Regions from separate parts of the Zea mays genome. Here region 1 is linked to region 2. Evidence: chromatin contacts called from public Hi-C data. All regions are on one chromosome and are shown on one strand. The core of a region is the stretch at or near the end of the contact, and the rest is flanking DNA. Distances in the headings are between cores, read along the strand shown.

Region 1 (6,113 bases), core at 2,500-4,999, 160 kb before region 2:
AAACTGAATCACATTGACTGACCCCTGGCTCAATTCATCCCATACAATCTGTTGGTGTCATAAAAAAAGAAACAAAAAAGTCAAACATGGAGCCCTAGCATAACTGGCTGACCAAACTCTAGGGCAATAAAGTAGGGAAGTTAATCATCCTACTCAAGGCCCCACACTAAGGAGGTGGTAAATCCAATGAGCCCTTATCAAACATTTTAGGAAAAAAGTATGAGTGGGGCTCGATTGGAACATGTAACATAAACGCAGCTGAAAATAATCAATATTTCTAAAAAAACATATGATATGCACCACAGGAACTAAGCCTATCTCGGTGTGGGTGTGTATGTACAAGTTCACTACCCACGTTTCAGTTCTCTTCGACTTGAATTTATTTCTTCTTATTTATTACAATGCCCTTCCCCATACCCCGCACAGTGCGGGAAGCCTATGGCACTAGGTACGCCCTTTTTTTGAAGGGCGAGCTTGGTGCAGCGGTAGAGCCTACCGTCTGTAAACGGAAGGTTCCGGGTTCGAGCCCCAGCCTCTGCATATTATGCGGGTAAGGCTTGGCGCTTAAAGACACCCTTCCCCAGACCCCGCACAATGCGGGAAGCCTACGACACTGGGTACGCCCTTTTTATTACAATGCCACTTAGTAACTCCTAGTTTGGTTTAGTTTTCCTTATATATGCGACAAAATAAGCTGTGTTGAGGAGTTTATAGATAGAGGCTTTTACTATTGTAGTCTAAAACACAGATGAGCACTGACCGCAGGGAGATACGCCCCCTTGTAGTTGCTCCTAGGGTAGGGCGATCCTGAAGGTAGACACTAGTAAGAACTAATAAATCTCAGGGAGGTACCCAAATTTGAAAGTGTCTGGGTTGAATGGTTTGAGAATGGGTGGGTGGTGGATGTCTCCTTAGCGCGGTCTACCAAGTGATCTATCACTAGCTTCTTCTGTTCATATTCTGAATATATATATATATATATATATATATATATATATATATATATATATATATATATATATATATATATATATATATATATATATATATATATATATATATATATATTGGAGTGAACGACCTTTTCTACATTATTCCACACTTGTAAATTGTCTGGGTAGCTCCTTGTACAAGTCTACAACATGATAACACTACACCAGACATGGATAATGGATTCGAAGACTAGGCTGATTGAAAGCTGCAGTTGCAGAGCTGTTCTCTTATTGACGATCAAATATGCATTAACTATTAACTAAAAAATATGTTTCTTAATTGATCATCCGTCATTTGAGCAAGATCCAGCTATTCTTCCTTTCCCACCTCATTTCAAAGAAAAACCAGACAGATCATAATATTACCTTATGCACATGTGAAAAAAATTGACAAATTTAGCATAGGTAAGCACCATAGAAGGAATGAAAACATGGCATCAATGACATATCATATTATTTCTACAACGTCCTAGAAAAAGTAGGTGGATGGATATGTGTAATGACTTTACATTGCAAAGGACCTTATATATCGAAACTCAAAATTCATAATAACTCTAGTTACCGGAACACAACATACGATGAATCTGTGACTGGGACAACTAGTTCATCACAGTAACCATAACATGGAGAAGCATCTATATCTGGATTGTAACAATCCATATGACAATTTGGCCATTACACAATGTGAATGCAATTGTATTGTTTCAATGAACCTTCACAATCAAAACTGCACCAAGTCTCTGAAAGGTAGAATGAAACAGCAGTGGACCCTTTCTGCAGTGAACCTGGCCATAACACTGACAATTCCAATGCATGACATGGAAATAAAGCTGACACTAAAGTTCCGAAAATATTCTACTAAAATATCAAGAATCATTCCAAAATGGTCACAGAAATATGAAATGATCATAAGATATGATTGGTGTAAATTTAACTATACGACCAGGGAGGACTACTACACTGTACAATGGCCCCTATGCCTAGACTCTGGGTTCCAATCAAGGACACACCAAAAGTTGCAGTATATCTTTATTTGATTCAGGATTACCCCTCAAACAAGCATAAACCCAAATGCAGTATATCATGTGCTGGCATTTTTCCATTTTGTACTCCTATGTACTGCCATTCTTTTACCAGCAGCATTGCCAACATCACCAGTAGTGGCTAGATGATGTGCTATATTTTGAGGCATACAGCATTAGACAGAAATAACACATTCCTGACACAGGAAAAAGCATCCAGACAGGTGGAAAGAAAAAAGTGTATTGTCAAGACAAATGAAACAAATCAGTGAAGACACAGTAGCAAGGGCACATCAAAAACCTATAATAATTAAAAGCCAGTGCGTCCCAATCAGTTCAATGGTTTCAGGCTTCCAGCAACCACAACAGCACCCTCCTCTGCGTTATCAGAATGAAAGAATAATCTGAATACCCCTTCAGATGCTTGTGGATTCCAACAACATCAACAGATTGTGCAGCATCCCATGCAAACTTAGAAGCACTCAAGCACAGATGCTAACAAAACACATACAGCTGGGCATTTTACACTTGTTAGTCTGTTAGACCCTTAGTACTGGTCTACTGCACAGCCATAGTCGTGACAAAACTGTAGTGCTACTGCATGAAGAGTAACTAATAATCCCAAGCAAGATGTTTTGTTTTTCAAACATATTCGTCCATTCTAAGTCTACTACCCACGCACAAAAAGAATGTATCAGTTATTCTGGATTCTATATGAAACAAATGAGGGGAATGGATACAAAGTTATCAGAGTTCTAACAATACCACTGCACAAACATCAATGCACAAGTGCAAAATCCGGAGGACGAAATCCATGCGTATACTATGAGCTCCAAATCCCAGCTATTCCAATGAGAAATGTGAACTGCACCACCAACATCCCGAATTCCCGATAACAGAAACAAGAAACACAGAATCTAGAAGACGAAATCCCCATCCTACGAGCTCCAAACCCAGGTGTTACGAACACCGAATTTGAACTGGACCACCAACGATAGCAGAAAACAGGAGCACAACATCGAGAGGACAAAGTCCCTATCCTACAAGCTCCACATCTCAGTTATCCGAATGCGAAATTTGAACTGGACCTTCACCACCATCATCACTAAAACAGAAACCAGGACCACCAACCCGAGAAGACGAAATCCTATCCTACAAGCTCCAAATCCCAGTCACCCGAAGGTTCCAAATTTGAAATGGACCTTCACCACCAACATCCGCCGATAAGAAAACAAAATTTCGTACTCCTCCCGACACAATCAATCCCAAAACCTCCCCTAAAACACAAAGCCTCGCATCCTCTAATCCAAACTGTTCGTATCATAAGCACACCAGCAAATCCCACCCCCACCCCCGAAAAAACGAAACGATTAACAAAGCACCCAGCCAAAGCGAGCGATTCGAGCGGAGAGGGAGGGGTAGCCATACCCTGGCTTCCATGATGGCCTTGACCCGCAGGAGCGTAGCGACGCCGTCCTCCTTCGCGGCCTCGAGCCCGGCAGCTAGCGCCGCCGCTCGCCGCTCCGCCGCCAGCACCCGCGCCGCCGACTCCTGCGCCATGTTGAGCATGATCCCGGCGTACGCCTTTTTCATCGCCTCCGCCTGCACGAAAAAACCCGATCAGCTCGAACAGCTTGCAAAGGCGGCTGCGGGTACAGGGAGAGAAATTTCACCTGTGAATCCGCCATTTTGGAGCGGGAAAGAGATGGGGAAGAGGGGGGTTGGTTGTTGCTGGTGCTAGGGGGTGTGGCGGTTGCAATAGGGGTGTGGGAAACGGAAAGGCGAAGAGGGAGGTGGGCGCGGCGCGGCAGCCGCTGCTGCGCTCGTTGGAGTGGAAGGGGCCTGTTTCCAATTTTTGGGGTGGAAGCGGAAGCGGGCGGTGGAAGCCCAACTACCCTAATGTTCCACACTTCCAGCCACAGGCGGGGGAGAATTTGGGAAAATTGCGCAAAGGAGAGAAGGCAGGGCAGGAGGTGAGGTGTGTCATGTGTGGAGCGGACGCAACGAGCAAAAATACTGGAAATGATTTGAGGAGTTAGGCCCGGTTTGGCAACAAAGTTTTTGAAAACTACAGTTTTTGAAATACTATACTATACTTTAGTTATGACAATACCGTAGCTTATAATACCGCAGTTTTGAAAACTGAGGTCTAGAGCTAAGTTTAGAATGCCTTAAAACAACTATAGTATTTGCAATACTTCAGTTTTGAAAATAGAGATTTTACCCAGCTTGCCAAACACCATTATGTATATAATACTGCAGTATTTGAGAATACTGCAGTATTCTTCCAAAACTGCAGAAAAACTTTGTTCCCAAACACCCCCTTAAAGTTCTCTTGTTATTTAATTTTAAATAGTAAAATGATTAAGAGCTTGTTTGGTTGCGTATGGATTAAAATATATTAAATTCTATTCTGTTCAATTTTAATTATGAAGATATTTTAATCTCTTCAAATTCCTTTTATCCAGACACAACCGAACAAGTTCTAAAAACTGGTTTGAGAGCAAAGATACTAAAAGTGATTGGATGAGCTAAAGTAATCTTGATATTCTTGCTATTCAAAATTGAATAGCAAGAGAATTTTAACCTCTCCCATTATCTCTGGTATCTTTGCTTCGAAACAAGCCCTAAATCCTCTTTGGTATCTTTGTTCCCAAACAAGTTCGAAGTGTGAAGTGGACATCGATTTTGGTAGCTTGGTTTGGAGTATTATAGCTAAAACTATATGCATACTATGGCCAGCAGATCGTGTATATATAGTAAATTGCACTATTTTATCGAGTGATGTTTACGAGCTTAGCCAGACTTCTTGAGGGATTTCATACTTCAAGCTTTTATAATAAAGTTTCGCTAAACATTCATTTTATAAAAACGGTTCTGTGAGAGAAGTTGTATAGGGAAGAGAAGTTGTTTCTTTACTATAAAAGGGTGAAGCAGCCCAATTCTTTTACTCCAAAGTTAAAATCAATTAAAAAAAGTATCCTGCCAAACATGACTTAATTTAGGGAGTAATAATAATCAGACTTAGTAAGTAATAAAAATGAGTAGAACTATTTTACAGCTAGTATGGGCCAATCAAAACTAATAAAATAAAGTTGTAGATGATCCAAAAAAATAAGTCAACGCTCACATATTAGCTAATAAAAAGCCAACAATCCAACTAACGATAATTTTCTAGCTACCTCCGACCAGCTAATTGCAACTAATAGAGACATTTACATTAATAAAAAATTATCTACATGCCTATAGACTATGGTTTGAAACATTCACAAGACATGATGATCCTGAGACCGTGAAGATAGCAAGGAGATCATTTTTAGATACTAAGCGAAAACGTAAATAACAAGTCATCGATTGACGACCAATGGATTTACCTAAAATTGAATACGAAATTTACTTGCGTTTAGCTGAGAAACTAATCAAGTGATTGTTATTATTGTGAAAGAATAAATAAAATGTTTCAAATGACTTTAAACCTTCAACATAAGTCACATGCTCAAGATGGACAAGCTCGAGAAGTTAAATTGATGAAGGCCCTCAACTTATCAAAGTAGCAATTGAATTTGAATTGAAGAAAAGCTCAGCTGGATGATCAACTTTTATTATTTATTTCAGTTGAATTAGTGGCGGAGGACAAAAGATAAATGAAGTATGACAACATACCTGGTTTCTGGTAGAATAAAAAAATGGTGCAAACTACAAGAATGTACCTGGTAGTTAGGAGAAAAAGAAAAAAAAATGGACCAACAGAAGGGATCAAATATCGACCAAAGCACAACCACTATTCCACATATGCTTTAGTACTCAAGTGAGATATAAAATTTGAATATGCTTTAGTACTCAAGTGAGATATAAAATTTAAGGTATGACAGCTGTCATGCTGCGCTATAACGGGTGCTCCGCCACTGAGTTGAATATTACCACACTAGCTCCAGTGCTGACAGTGCTGAATTGTAGTTTATAATGTTAATTTAAATAATTTTAAAAATATTTTAATCTAAAATTAAACAAAATGACTTGTCTAAATGTCTTCTAAAGACTTACAACTATAACTCTATGATTTTTTGGAGCACCTAATAATCTGCTTCACTAACTTTAG
Region 2 (5,992 bases), core at 2,032-4,531:
TCACCTGAAATGAATCACATGAATCCACAGACAACTGTGTCATACATGCATGACGACCTCATTGAATTTGAATTTTCAATTTGAGGAATCCATATTTCTGCCAATTAAACATTATCAATCAGTATACAACAGTTGCATCAGATTTGCTTAACAGACCTACGAATAGCACGTAGTAAACATAGAACTAAACTGAATTTTAGTAACACAAGTCAACATCTCACCTATTCTTGATATTTATTAAGGGCCTATTTAGAAGACCCCAGTTTTTAAGAAAACTGGTTTATAAGAATTGAGATGGTTTCAAACATATCAGTTTATGTCCTAGTTTATAGAATATATATTCCTAGTTTCTTAAAAAACAAGAAGCTATCATCTCTAACTAAAACTAGTTTATTAAAATTGAGGTGGTTCCAAACACCATCGGTTAGTTTTTTTTTATAAACCAATTTCTGGAAATTGGAGATATAAACTGGATTCTTAAAAGTTAAGTTGCTGCCAAACAGGGTCTAAGATATATTATAAGATTAAATAGCTAAGAGTCTGTTTGGAAGCACATCAGTTTTTTTTTAAAAAAAAACAATTTGTAGAAACTGATTTATGAAAAATAAAGTTGGGTTGAGGTGTTTGGAACTCAATTTTTAACAAACCAGTTTTTAGCTTTTTGATACGCAATTATTAATATACCCTTCCTTTATTTTAAAAAACGGTGGCAATAGATGTAAATTCCACGAAACCAATAAGAGCATGATGTAATTAAACAAATAAAAGCTGGTTTTAGCTAGGAGAGAGTAGCTTCTTGGTTTTTAAGAAACAAAGACTCCAGTTTATATAAACTAGGACATAAAGTAGTATATTTGAAACCACTCTAGTTTCTATAAACCAATTTCTTAAAAAATGTGAGCTTGCAAACAGACCCTAAGTCCAATCCTTCCCACGTGTAAGAGAAGGATTTCAAACAGAACAATAAGGAATTGTATGCCTCTCAATCCCCCTCCAAAATTAACTAGCAAGGAATTGTATGTCCCTCAATCCCCTTTAATCCCCATACAACTAAACAAGCCCTAAGAGACTCACACTTACTCTCATGGCACAACAGCACAAAGAGCATGATGAAGCCCTAAGAGGCTCACCCTTATTCCCATGGCACAACAGCACAAAGAGCATGCTGCATCTCTCTTGGCACCTCGCATATTCACATATATGGCATGGAAACTTTACAGATGAGCCCATTTCGTGTGTAATTTAGGTACAACACACAGACTTGGTAGTCATCCAATACGCTATTGCAATGAATTCCATCCAATCTCGCTCACCTTATTTGCCTCCCGATCAGTACATCCGCACCTATCTGAATAGTCTTCTCTGCCCACCAATCCAAATGACTTGATCACCTCTTTACTGCCACAAATACAGTGAAGAACCACAACATAATCACCTACATAACATAAGCAGCTGTGGTGATGCTGCATGAGAGGTAAGCTCCTATTTTTCACAAACTTGATCAGTGATCACCCACACTGGCCACCTCCATTCTTATCTCCATCTTTATCCTTGTCCTTAGGAGGAGGTGGAGGAGCATTAGGCATCTTCAGGAAGAATGAGGTCGAGAGCAAAGACAGTGAGACTTGGACCTGATCCCGGCCCATCCTCACCGGCAACTGCCGCCTCTGCTGCCCGCGCGGCGCTCCAGCAGCACGCCGCTGGACCGGACGGATGTACATCTCGTGTAGGCGCCGGAAGCCGCCAAGCGGAAGCACGACACTGCGAAGCATCTGCTCGGAGAATCCAGTGCAGGCCCACTCCCGCACGCACGCCGCCTCCCACAACCGCTCGTCCCTCGCCAGCAGCCGCCACCCGCGGCTCACGCACGCCGCGGCCGCCAGTGTCCGGGCCTCCGCTCGCATCAGCACCTCGAACACCAGGTCCTCCCCGAGATCCGGCACCCTCGCCTGCTCGCCCCCTGCGGGCTCGGGGCCTGGAGGCGGCTGCTCGCCCACTCCTGCGTCCTGCAGCAACTGCTCCGGCAGCGGTGGCGGCAGAGCCTGCGAGGACGAAGACGAGCACTCGCCAACCACGCTGGAGCTTGAGGACGGCTCCTCCGTCCGCTGCTTCTTACTCCGCTCGCCCGGGGGCGAGCCGCCGACGCCTGTGGCAACGGGGGCTGGGGCCCGGTCCCGGTGGCCGTCACCACCGCCTGGTGCATCAGAGCGGCACTTCATGGCCGGCGATTCGGGACAACCGTTCCCCTGGTCCCTGGAGAGATTTGTGGATGGACCTGCGATAAGCAGTGCAGATTATCACGCTTTTAGGGTGTTATTTGCAAAATAAACAGAATAACGGTAAATTTAAGATAAATAATTATACTTTAATTTATACACTATTTATCATGTGCACATGATTCTCGACATACATATCCAATAACACACCTATGAATGTATCGTGTACATGAGCCTGGCCAGCTGGAAACTGAAGTTCTGAGCATATAACCGAATGCAACTAAAAATCTTACAATAATTTGTTTTACATTCACTCGTGCGCCCTACGCTTTTGATATATAAACAACCAAAAAAAAACGCTCAAATAAAGTCAATATATGACAAGATGATGTGGTTAATCAATAAGACGGACTATATCCACAAATTACTTGTACGAGTACTTTCGAAAAGATTGAACTTGCAGATTTCATGGTGGACAGAGTTATCACAGCTGCTTTGTTATTGAGAGGTATGTCACGTGCCACGGAAGAACATTAAAGTAGGGTAAACAAAACTTTGCCTTAAAAACATTCGTTGGCTCCCTTGATGACATTTCAGCTTCAGACATCGTCATTTTTTAGGCGTTGGCTTTGATTGAAGGGGCATGAGATGAGATGTCACGAAGCTGGAGTGCAATAATCACACATTCACACGCACATCTCGTGTGCTGCTACTACAGCCGTGCAGTGCAGCGTGCAGGTGAACCGGCAGGGAAAACGCCCGTCATCATCATATTTGCGTTGCCGTTGGAAGAGGAACGCTGGATCCAGCGCAGCAAATGCAAATCGCCAGCGCCGAAGCAACCACTCGGCATTTCCGTCATATCCAAGCAGCTATCCTCGCGTCCAAAGTGCCCACGGCGCTCCCAGGCCCCAGCCGGACGCCGGACGCCGGTCGCGCTCCGCCCCAACACGAAAACCCCGAACCCTCTCCGTGGCTGTTTCTGCAACTTGGTTGGGCTTCCCATTCGTCGCGTACTCGCGTTGCCAGCCGCCTCCCTCAGTCGCTCCTCCGAAAGTCCAAACCGCGTCCGCTTCCGGCTTCCCTTGCTCCCCTGGAATTCCGCGCGACGTCGCCGTCAGTCACCCGGCAGTTCGCTCGCGCAGGTCATCGTCTCCCCGATGACCGAAACGGTTACTCCCCCTAGTCGCACCAGTCACCACCACCACCAGTCCACCACCAGCGCCGAGCAGTTAGCCAGTTGCCACTACTCCCCGCATCGCTAATTGCTCTAGGACGTGTCTCGTTAATCCTCCCCATTCCTCATACCGCCCGATCCTACCTCCCCAACCGCCAATCGCAGCCATGTCCTCTTCCTCCACCTCCTCCTGCCACGGCAGCGGGAACCCTAGCCCCCCCGCAGCGGCGGGGGCCGTGTCGGTGGCGGCGGCGGCGGCGGGCCCCGCGGCGTGGCCCAGGCGGCAGTGCCGGGACGTGTTCTGGCTGGTGGTCTTCCTCCTCCACCTGCTCGTCTTCGGCGCCGCGCTCGCGCTCTTCGGCCTCAACCGCTTCCACCAGGCCGACCGCTTCAACATCGGCCGCTACGCCAACCTCACCGCGGAGCCCTGGGGCACCCCCGCAGGCCCGCCGGACCCCGCGCCCGCGCCGCCGCCGCCCTCCGTCTACCGCTCCGAGGACCCCTCCGTGCCGCCGTCCGAGCTCACCGAGACGTACTGGAAGTACTACGGCGCCGCGGGGGCTGTCGGGGCCGCGCTCGCGTGCGCGTGGCTGGCGGCGGCGGCCTGGAGGAAGGATGGCGGCAAGGTGGTCATGCGGACCGCCGTGCACTGCCTCACGGCGTACCTCGCGGTCGTCAGCGTCCTGTGCTTCTGGGGGAAGCACTTCTTCTGGGGCGTCGCTCTGGCCGTCGGCGCCGGCCTGCACTTCCTCTACGTCATGTCTGTGCTCGATAGGTACAGCTCAGGACAACACTGTGTTCTCAATTTGTCTGTAAAGATTGCCTACTCCATCTCATTTCAGACGAACTTGGACTCTAGTGAATGTTGGTCTGATGCCGACACCGAGAAGGCCAGCGAATTTCTGCGATTAAGATGCAAATTCGAACAATATCCATTTGCAGCTGAATGCAAATATGCACAATCTCACATATAACTGCATGAAGATCCCGCTAGGAGGTTGATTCATGTCTCTATCAAGGCTCCTTTCAGAGAGTTGTCTGCACGTGTTGCATAGCTGTGGTTGCACTCGTGTGCCATAACGCTAATCTTCTTTGCTTCCTTGATTGATATGGTTTTTTTAACGTGTGAGTCAAAGCGTCACATATGTTAGCATAGATTTGTGCCACTTTTTACATATTGTGATCACATCTTTGAGATAAATCAACCAGTTGTTTGAAGTTGGGAACTGATAAGTGCACTTTAAGCTATAATTTGTTATGTTTTTTTTTGTAATCTGGTTTAGACTACTGGTGTCCACGGTGCACTGTCAGATGCATTTTAATGGCAGACTACTGAACAGTTAGTGCTACAGATGTAGTAACTGGTAGAATTTGACAAACAATGTTCTAAAACTGGACATTTGGTACATTGTATCTGTTTTGCCACTCAGCAAATAGTCACTATTATGTGTCGTAGGAAGTCTGATGTTGTGGCCTATCAGTAATATGTGATCAGTGGTCATGCTCCTTGTGCTCCCTAGTAGATTGCTTTTGAAAAAAAACGTTATATGAAATGGAGGTGGAGCCATAGTATCTATTCCTGAAACCTTATGACCTCACCTGATTTGCTTTTTCTAAAAAAATGAGCAATTCTCTGCTGGATTTCCAGTTAAAGAAAGTCATGTATGGCAGGCCTATATATAAAAAAACTCAACCTTCAAGGGTAAGACAACCTCAGAGTTTTTTTTTTTGCTAAGATCTTCTCATGTAGGTCGAGAAATTCTCGAATCCCTAACCCGCACATACAAAGCGGCCCCGTATATGCTTTAGGGCGTGAGACTAGGAAAGGGATTTTTATCCACAACCTAAAATTTGCTCCCACTGAGAGTCGAACCTGGATGGTAGGTCTATCACCAACACTCCAACAGGGCACATGTGCGTGACCCATGCCTGTGACAGTCAGTTGCAGCAGTGTAAATAGCTCTTAGGAGCAAAGTATATTATCTTCATCTAGCCGAGCCTATTCTTCTTCATTTTGTATCCATGCTATCTTCAAACATTTATTCATTGGTTTCTCTGGTTGTTAGCCACACTTGTCTAGCCTGTATATTTGCTGAATGTTGTGCCCAAAGGCACACTGCAATAATCCAATAATTGTGCCTCTTTAATTTGTAATGTGGAGCCCCAACCTGTTTATTCTGGAACTTTTAGAATTCAAATTGCATGCTAAATCACATGGAAACAGTACCTTTATACCTACATGGGCAATATCTACCTCTGTTTGAGCATTGTATGCTTCTTTGTTTTGCATTGAAGTTACTGTGTTTCTTTTTGCTAGGTTTCCCTTCACAATGCTAGTACTGCAGAAGGCAGTAAGAATGGTACGGGAACTTCCTGATGTTATGAGAATTGCTTATGCATTTGTGCTAGTCATGCTTTGTTGGATGGCATTATGGTCCTTTGGAATTTCTGGCATTGTTGCCTTTGGCATACCAAATGGTGGGCAATGGTGGCTTCTTTTGGTGAGCTGGCAAGTTTTTACCATACTTCTATATGAATATTTAGTGCCTTTATTATTCAGATGTTTTTTAAATAACATCCCTTGTATTTGCAGATTTTT

The links. Hi-C and Micro-C count contacts between places; a contact is called where the count stands out from the background.
Region 1: a Hi-C map of tassel shows a contact between it and region 2, with 5 times the contacts expected there. The contact joins the promoter of LOC100383781 here to the promoter of LOC100276884 in region 2. A contact is called at or near these places in 7 of 25 Hi-C or Micro-C datasets (bundle sheath, ear, endosperm and 3 more).

What each region holds. Positions count from the first base shown.
Region 1 is chr5:181,144,621-181,150,733 of Zm-B73-REFERENCE-NAM-5.0, reverse strand. It overlaps LOC100383781, which reads right to left and starts at 3,749. Exons shown (of 5, transcript NM_001176416.1): 1 at 3,688-3,749; 2 at 3,443-3,616. The coding sequence starts at 3,702.
Region 2 is chr5:180,980,649-180,986,640 of Zm-B73-REFERENCE-NAM-5.0, reverse strand. It overlaps LOC100276884, which reads left to right and starts at 3,281. Exons shown (of 6, transcript NM_001360707.1): 1 at 3,281-4,168; 2 at 5,711-5,894; 3 at 5,987-5,992. The coding sequence starts at 3,561. LOC100283034 (F-box protein GID2) reads right to left here and starts at 2,294. Exons shown (of 1, transcript NM_001155936.2): 1 at 965-2,294. The coding sequence starts at 2,219. The coding sequence ends at 1,509.